Regions from separate parts of the Danio rerio genome. Here region 1 is linked to region 2. The links are chromatin contacts, called in public Hi-C maps. All regions are on one chromosome and are shown on one strand. The core of a region is the stretch at or near the end of the contact, and the rest is flanking DNA. Distances in the headings are between cores, read along the strand shown. Region 1 overlaps aclya (ATP citrate lyase a). Region 2 holds the start of odad4 (outer dynein arm docking complex subunit 4).

Region 1 (4,168 bases), core at 141-2,640, 94 kb before region 2:
CACACACACACACACACACACACACACACACACACACACACACACACACACACACACACACACACACACACACACACACACACACACACACACACACACACACACACACACACACACAACAGAGAAAAAGTGTTTCGACTTCATGGGTTCAGTGAGATCTGGATTCTGTCGTTACATGGTCATGTGTTCGGGAAGCACGTAGGAAATGTCATCCCAAGGATGGCGGTACAAACCCTGCTTCAGCCGCTTCTGGTCCAGATAATGACCTGCATACAAAGATACAAGCTTGTTTAAATAACGGTATTTCATAAGATATGGATCACTTACTCACACACAAGCTCACACAAGATGACACTCATGAACACTCACTTGCTCATGCTCGCTTGCTCGCGCACAAACACTCAGACGCATGCACTCACGCTCGCTCGCTCATGCACACATGCTAACATACGAACACTCACACACATTCGCACACACACACACACACACACACACACACACACTAATACTCACTCACGCACAAACACTCTCTCACGCATGCACACTCACATACTCACGCACACACACGGTTACGTAAGAATGCTCAAAAACAATCACGCACAAACACGTACGCTTGCGCACACTCACGGACGAACATTCGCACATGCTCAAGCAAACTCGTTCGCTCACTCTTGAGCATTCTTGCATGTTCTCACGCACTCACACTCACACGACCATGCTTGTTCACACATGAACACTCGCACACACACACACTCACGCATACACACAAGAATCCTCACTAACACTCAGACGCCTATGCTCGTTCATGCACAAAAACTCGCACACACACACTCACGCAAGAATCTTCACGACCACTCATGCACGAACATTTGCGCAGGAACACTCAGACACCTATACTCGTTCACGCACGAACACTCGCACACACACTCATGTAAGAATCCTCATGAACATGCACGAGCACTCGCGCGCGCACACCCACGCAAGTATCCTCAAGAACACTCGCACACAAACATTCAAGCACGAACACACGTGCACAGTCACATGACCATGCTCGTTCACGCACAAACACTCGCACACACTCACGCATGCTCACGCAATAATCCTCACGAACACTTGCGCACGAACACTCACATACGAACTCTCTCGCATGCAAACGCAAGAATCCTCAGGAACACTTGTGCACAAACACTCACACGAACTCTCTCGCACGAACACTTGCACGCATGCTCATGCAAGAATTCTTAACACTCGCGCACGAACCCTCACAAACTCCAACGACTATGGTCGGTCATGCATGAACACTCGCGCGCACACACACTCACGCATGCTAACGCAAGAATCCTCACGAACACTCGCGCACAAACACATGCCCTCACACACACACGCTCGCTCAAGTAACAACACTCGTGCACATGTGCATTCACTCACGCACACGGAAACGCACGCGCACAGACATGCATGCAAGCACACAGATACACACGCACACAGACAAACACACTCACCTATGAATCCCATGCTGCGTCCCAACACGAAGATGCCATTCAGTGCTCCGATCTCCACAAACTCATCCGCTTCGTCACTAACACATTAAAAATAAAGATTTTTTTATGTCAATTCATTACATTGTAAACCGCATATACAGAATAGAACATTATAGAAAACCTATAGAGAATCATCACACCCCTTTGAAATAATGACTTCATTGTCATACAGCCTGAAATCAAATCACACTCCACATAACTTTTCCAGCTTTTGATGTTTTTGCAGCCTTCCGACTTGTGCCTTTCTACTACTTTATCCCGAAGGCCTTTTGAAAGCAATGTATAAAGTGAGTAAATGTGTACATTTTCACAGGGTATGATAGATTTCTATTGGCACTAAGTAATAGTTTACTGGTGTTTTACTGACCGAGTGAAGCCACCGCAGGTCCTCAGCAGATCCACAAACGATACTCCAATGAAACCATCAACATTCAGAATCAGGTTTGGTTTCTGAGAGAAAGATTGATTTAAACGAAAAACAATTAGAATAATAATGTAACTTTAACAGGTTTAATGTTTATTGTGTGTACACTAAAATTCATACATTAGGTTAACTTTTTATTGTTATAAAATGGACTCATCCATGTTTACATCAACTAAAATGTCATTCAATGTAACAAACGTATAAAGATCTTGTCATGCATATTACAAACAAGAACTTTACACACTAGAACAGGGATTACCAAACTTTTTTCTGGAGGGCCGGTGTCCTGCAGATTCAAGCTAAAACCCTAATCAAACACATCTGAACAAGCTACTCAAGGTCTTACTAAGTATACTTGAAACACCCAGGCATGTGTGTTGAGGCAAGTTAAAGCTAAACCCTGCAGGGCACCGGACCTCCAGGAAAGAGATTGGTGACCTGTGCCCTAGCAGTAGAAAATGCTTATAAAAATTAAAAAAATAACAGCTTGCCAATAGTCTTATTACTGTATTCAGCAACGTGTAACCCAGAGTTTCCCAACCCTGTTCCTGGAGGCACACCAATAGTACATATTTTGGATGTCTGCCTTATCTAACCCATTCGTTTCAGGTTTCCGAGCCTCTTCTAATGCTCTGATGAAATAATTCATGAGTTTGATTAGGGAGAGGTTGAAAAGGTGTACTGTTGGTGTGCCTTCAGGAACAGGGTTGGGAAACACTGGTATACATGTTGCTAAACAACGTAATATGACAATTGGCAATCTGTTATCTTTTACATTTTTCTTCTAGTGTGAAAAGAGCAAAGTTGATGTAAGACAGTTCTCTACTGTTGTCCGAGAATGATCATCAGGACACTTAATAGTTCACGCTACACCTGTGATGTGGCTGTTAACACCTGTATGTGATGCTCTCTGCTTGTAATTGCATCACCTGGGATATATAAACAGAAACACAGACCCACATGAACGTTTGTACCTTTGAGGTGGTGATCTTCTCCACTTCCAGAGCATAGTCCAGCAGCTGGGTGGCAGGGAAATGCTGCTTCACAAAGTCTTTGAGGATCTGCACTCGCATATCAGGATTATTAATCTGAAGAAAATTTATGAATAAAAAAAAAATCAATGAAGCAAGCAAACAACAAGGGAAAAAGCAGTCTAAAAGTCACCTACTTGTAATATTTATAAGGCCCAAACTAATTTAGAAGTGATTTTTACTGGTTTGCAATTAAACAATGTTTAAAATGTATGCATTTTTCAGCGTATTCTATTTTATGTTTACATTAATATATTTTTCAATTTTCATAAAACAAACATACTAAATACGGCAAAATTATAAAACAATATTAACATATAACAACAATGTATTAATAGTTTAACAAATTCAAAACATTAGGAACCCTCGTGTTTTCAAACACTATCAGAACTGTTTTGAGTTTTTTACGCTTGACATGTTCTCAAAATATTTTACCTAATTTGGTATACTGATGTTTGATTACAAGTCAAAGTTAAGTTTATTTTAACTATGAAATTGAAAGAGCAGTGTAAAAATCACCTGCTTGCGTTATTTATTAAGGCCTTATGAATTTTTTTCCCCTCCAATTGTCCGAAACTTTATAGTTAAAATAAACTTATCAACAAAAAACCCCCAAAACATATGAATTATCATTCATTCATCAAGTCATTCATACACAAAGAGCGTGTAGATCTCATATTTAAATAGACTTTAACAGTTTTAAATTCAAAGACAATGTTACACACCTCAATTAAAAGGGATAGTTCACCCCAAAATGAAGATTGTCCTCATGCGATCATTTACTCACACTCAAGCAGTTCTAATCTTTTATGAATTTCTTACTTCTTCTGTTGAACACGAAACAATTCATTCTGCTAACAAAAGCATTTTTTTTATTGTTTATAAAAAGTCAATGGCTGTTTATTTCCAATATTCTTCAATAGATCTTGTTTGTTTTCAACATAAGAAAGAAAAAGGCGAGGTGTAAATGATAACCGAATTTTTATTGTTGGATCTAAACTATCCCTTTATCTAGGTGTAAAAGCATTAGTTTTGATTTATTCGTCCTAAATGATACAAACTTTGACATTCAGCACATTCTTACTTCTGATTTTATTTCCATGACTGGATTCTGCCCTAATTTAGCATGCTTTACACTTTGCGTTAAACTTGCACCGATTTCACTCACCGAT
Region 2 (3,985 bases), core at 312-2,811:
AATATTTGTGTCTGATAGTTACTTAACTTTTAATATTATTAACCCCCTTAAAATATCCTTCTTTCAATTGGCTACAGAACAAACCAGTGTTATCCTATTATTCATAATTATCCTAAATTACATAATTGTACCTAGTTAAGCCTTTAAATTGCAGTTTGAGAAATCAGGGCACCTTTGAGGAATTAAAAGTTTAAACAGATATATTTACTGAAATAATATTTTAGTTACCGATCATCTTTAGAAATAGAAAGATAATTCAATTCAATTCAAGCTGTAAAAAAAAAATTACAACCTACAAAACAACAAACTTAATTTTTTTATTACAGATAAATTTGGGTGTACTGGTTTTTGGACAGTTGTAGTAAGTTATTTTGATAGATAAGCTTCAGATTTGGCTTCAGTACTGAATAATCTATTGTATATTTAAATATAATATTGTATAGCTTCCTATTAAAATATGAATTTAAAAGATAGATTTGTGAGGGGTGTACTCTTATGTTAATCACTGCTTGTATATTTTTTGGATGTGGTTTTTAAAGGTAAATGTAGGTCTAGGTTATACCATGTGTTTTAATTGCAGAACTCCTCTATTTAAAAAAGAAAGAAATAAACAGAAAAAAAACAAGTTCTGAAGCCTCAGCCAGGTAATAAAAAGTAGGGCAAATTTTACTCAAAAGTAACGTAATGCATTATTACCATATAAAGTTACTAAGTAACACAACTAGTTACTTTTTGGGGAGTAACTCAATATTGTAATGCATTACTTTCTAAAGTAACTTTCTGCTTGTATAGCTCATATCAAAAATGTAAATTGTAAACTTGGATTTTATTTCTTGTATAATGTCTTTTTATAATTTTATTTATAAAATATAATCGCTGTTGCTGTTGTTTATATTAAAAAGTGGGCTATACATGGAATTCAAATTACTTATCAGATATCCAGAGAACGATCGAATCAGATTATACAAGTACGCCCTCTTCAGGGCAAATGCCTTACTACACAGATACATATCAACGGTAACTTTACTGAAAAATGCATTTCAGAGCAAAAACGAGAGGAAAATAAGCCAGTACTGCAAATAAACACACCTTGAAGTAGTTTTTGTTGTCTTTAAGTGAGCTCTCGGCGTCTTTCAGCGCGTTTTCTGCGTCTCCGAGTTTAACATAACACCTGGATCTGGAAACTAAACAGTTCTTATCATCCGGTTGCAAAGTTAAAGCCTGGTGGATAACAGACAGCACGTATTTATTGTAAAATAAAACAAATTTAGACACACCATATTTTCAGATGTGCGTTTCACATAAAGCCTGCATGAGTTGGCTTACCGTAGTAAAGCTCTCGACGGCTTTGACATACTCTCCTCTCTGGAACAGCTGGTCTCCTTCAGCCATGTAGGTGGTGAAGGTGCTTTTCGGGCCTTGTCCTTCCTCGTTATCGAACATTTTAATCGTATTTTAGGCAAAATTATGTCAAAACGTTTCAGTACACATCTATACGTGAGGTTGCAGTCCTGTCTGGTGTATCCTAGCAACGTGACTAACAAAACACAGTGGGACCAATGAACTGTGAGAGGAACTTTGATTGACATGCCAACACACAGCACGCCATTTCACCCTAAATGTGCAAATTTACCTCAGAAAACGTTTCATTTATACTTTTTTATACTCTTTTAGACCATTTATACACCTTACTCTTTTGTTTTACACTATACATACTGTATACAATCATACTACACTGTAAAATCCAAAAATGTAAGGTTACTTGAACCATTTGTGGATTATAACAAACCATCTCAATCCAAAAACTAACCCTAATGAGTACTGTGAACTTAATCCATTTGAGTAAACGAAGCACTGAAGCACATTATTACTGTAAAAACCATTTAGAAGGCAACTCAAAACCGTGAGGAAACCAATTGCAACAAACAATTTGAGTTAAAAATTATCTATACTGTGGACTTACTCCATTTAAGTTGAATTAATGAGGTATTTATTAAACTCGTTACCTTAAACATTGAGTTTAAAACTGTTTTCAAATGAGTAGAATTAACTTTCAGTACATTTGGAGTTAACTACCGGGTTTTACAGTGCTTATGTGCTTTACTCAAATCAATTTTAAACTCATTTCACTTGATAAAGTTGACTGTTGGGTTTTAGTGTAATGATACACTCTAAAAAGGATGTTTTTTGTTTAAAATATCTTCAAAATGTTTGACATTTCATTCTGTAAATGTTTCTTTACACACACTTTGTCTTAGACATTTGCATGTTTAAAAATATACATGACCAAAAAAAAAATTTAGAATCTGTAATATCTTAGAATTAGTTATAATGTGGTTATTCTGCTCACAAAGGCTGCATTTATTCAAACATACAGCAAAATTCAATTGTATTAAGTATTTTTATTTAATGCAGCTCAAGTTTAATCAATTCCTGTGATTTAAAAGCATGATACAAAGTCTTCAGTGTCGAGACGAACATTTTCCAGCACACAGCCAGTCACTATTTAATGAACCAGCCTTTTTGAATGAATCATTTGAATGATGAATGAATCAATTAAGACAGCTGGCAGTTTTAGTGTCATGTTATGTTAATTCATGACGCTTAAAACAAGTATTTGCACAAAAATAAATGCATTTATATAATAGATATTGTTAAAAATACATTATGTAATTACCATTTTAAATTTATATATATTTTTTTCTGTGATAATCCAACTCCCATACAGTAAGTCTTTCTCTTTTAACAATTACATATTTTTTACGTGTGATTTGAGTTGTTAGTGATTTTGTACTAATATCTGATCATAATAGAAATGCAAATAATCATATAATGATTTTAGAAGTAATAAAAATTCAGCATTGAACCACAGGAATACATTAAATTTAAAACTACATTCAATACTTAATAAACCACATTTATTTGCTAAAATGTGTACAAATAACAATGCTATAGCTAGCAAAATTGAAGACAAAAAATATTTATATATCTTTTTAAAAATGTATTGGAGACATAAAAGTTAAGCATGTGGTGAAGGGGAAAACAGAAAGAGGCTTACTTTATTTACATGGCTTTTTTTCTTTAAAAACGGTCCATAGTCGAGACTGTTCCAGCGGCGTGAGCCAAGTCAGCATGGACATTATCTTTTGAATACACTGAAGATCTTTCAAGATGAGCAACGTGAACATATTCCAGACGAATTTACGTTTTCTGAACGAACTACACGGCCAGGTCAAATACAGCAAGAGAATGGTGGAGCGCGACAAATCTGCAGCATCCAACGTGGAGGAACACTTAGTTAAAACAGTAGAGATCACCAAACATGGCTCACTGATCATGCCTGCAGTTTACTTACATCCACACACAGACAAACAGACGCGCGCACGCACACAGCAGAGTAAATGGAATCAAATCCACAAATAACCAGATCAATAATCTCCATTTTTCCTCTCTAAATCAGAAGTTGTTATTATTATTATGAGTGTTGGCTAAAAATACTCTCTCCCCTATACAGTTTAACCTATACAGATCCTAGTGTATCCAAAGATCATCCATCCATCCGTCCGAAGCTCACGTCCAGCGAATTTACAATAAATATACATATCAAAAATGTGAGTGTCTTTCAGAGTTAAAAAAAAAAATTAAACAGTCATAAACTATCAACACAAAACAAACAAAAAAACACTTTACATTCCAGTAAAATGTACAATGCAGCAAGGGCTTGAATGGCAACATATGACGAAAAAAATGAACATTACAGAGAGGGAACGTGGCCAACAGGTGCTAAAAGATAAACTTGCACTCGCTTTCTCTCAACCTCTGTATGCAGTAGTCGAACAATCCAGGAATCGACTTGCGTGTTTTTATATATATATATATATATATATATATATATATATATATATATATATATATATATATATATATATATATATATATATATATATATATATGTGATGAGATTTGGCATGAGGCGCTGCATTCA

What was found. Hi-C and Micro-C count contacts between places; a contact is called where the count stands out from the background.
Region 1: a Hi-C map of embryo shows a contact between it and region 2, with 2.6 times the contacts expected there. The contact joins the enhancer-like site here to the promoter of odad4 in region 2. A contact is called at or near these places in 5 of 18 Hi-C or Micro-C datasets (caudal fin, embryo, hematopoietic stem cells and 1 more) and 1 of 4 datasets of contacts at active chromatin or transcription factors (caudal fin).

Annotation. Positions count from the first base shown.
Region 1 is chr3:16,784,588-16,788,755 of GRCz12tu, reverse strand. aclya (ATP citrate lyase a) reads right to left here. Exons shown (of 29, transcript NM_001002649.2): 24 at 4,165-4,168; 25 at 2,940-3,053; 26 at 1,909-1,991; 27 at 1,503-1,579; 28 at 78-266. The coding sequence ends at 172. Among named protein-coding and RNA genes, the nearest start is that of si:ch73-141c7.1, 23 kb to the left of the region's middle. Within about 2 kb of position 1,390, at least 7 of the 62 cell types and tissues checked have an H3K27ac peak or open chromatin away from gene starts, as enhancers often do.
Region 2 is chr3:16,690,471-16,694,455 of GRCz12tu, reverse strand. odad4 (outer dynein arm docking complex subunit 4) reads right to left here and starts at 1,561. Exons shown (of 12, transcript NM_200316.1): 1 at 1,327-1,561; 2 at 1,090-1,221. The coding sequence starts at 1,443. It overlaps dnajc7 (DnaJ (Hsp40) homolog, subfamily C, member 7), which reads right to left. Exons shown (of 15, transcript NM_213290.1): 14 at 3,954-3,985; 15 at 2,987-3,927.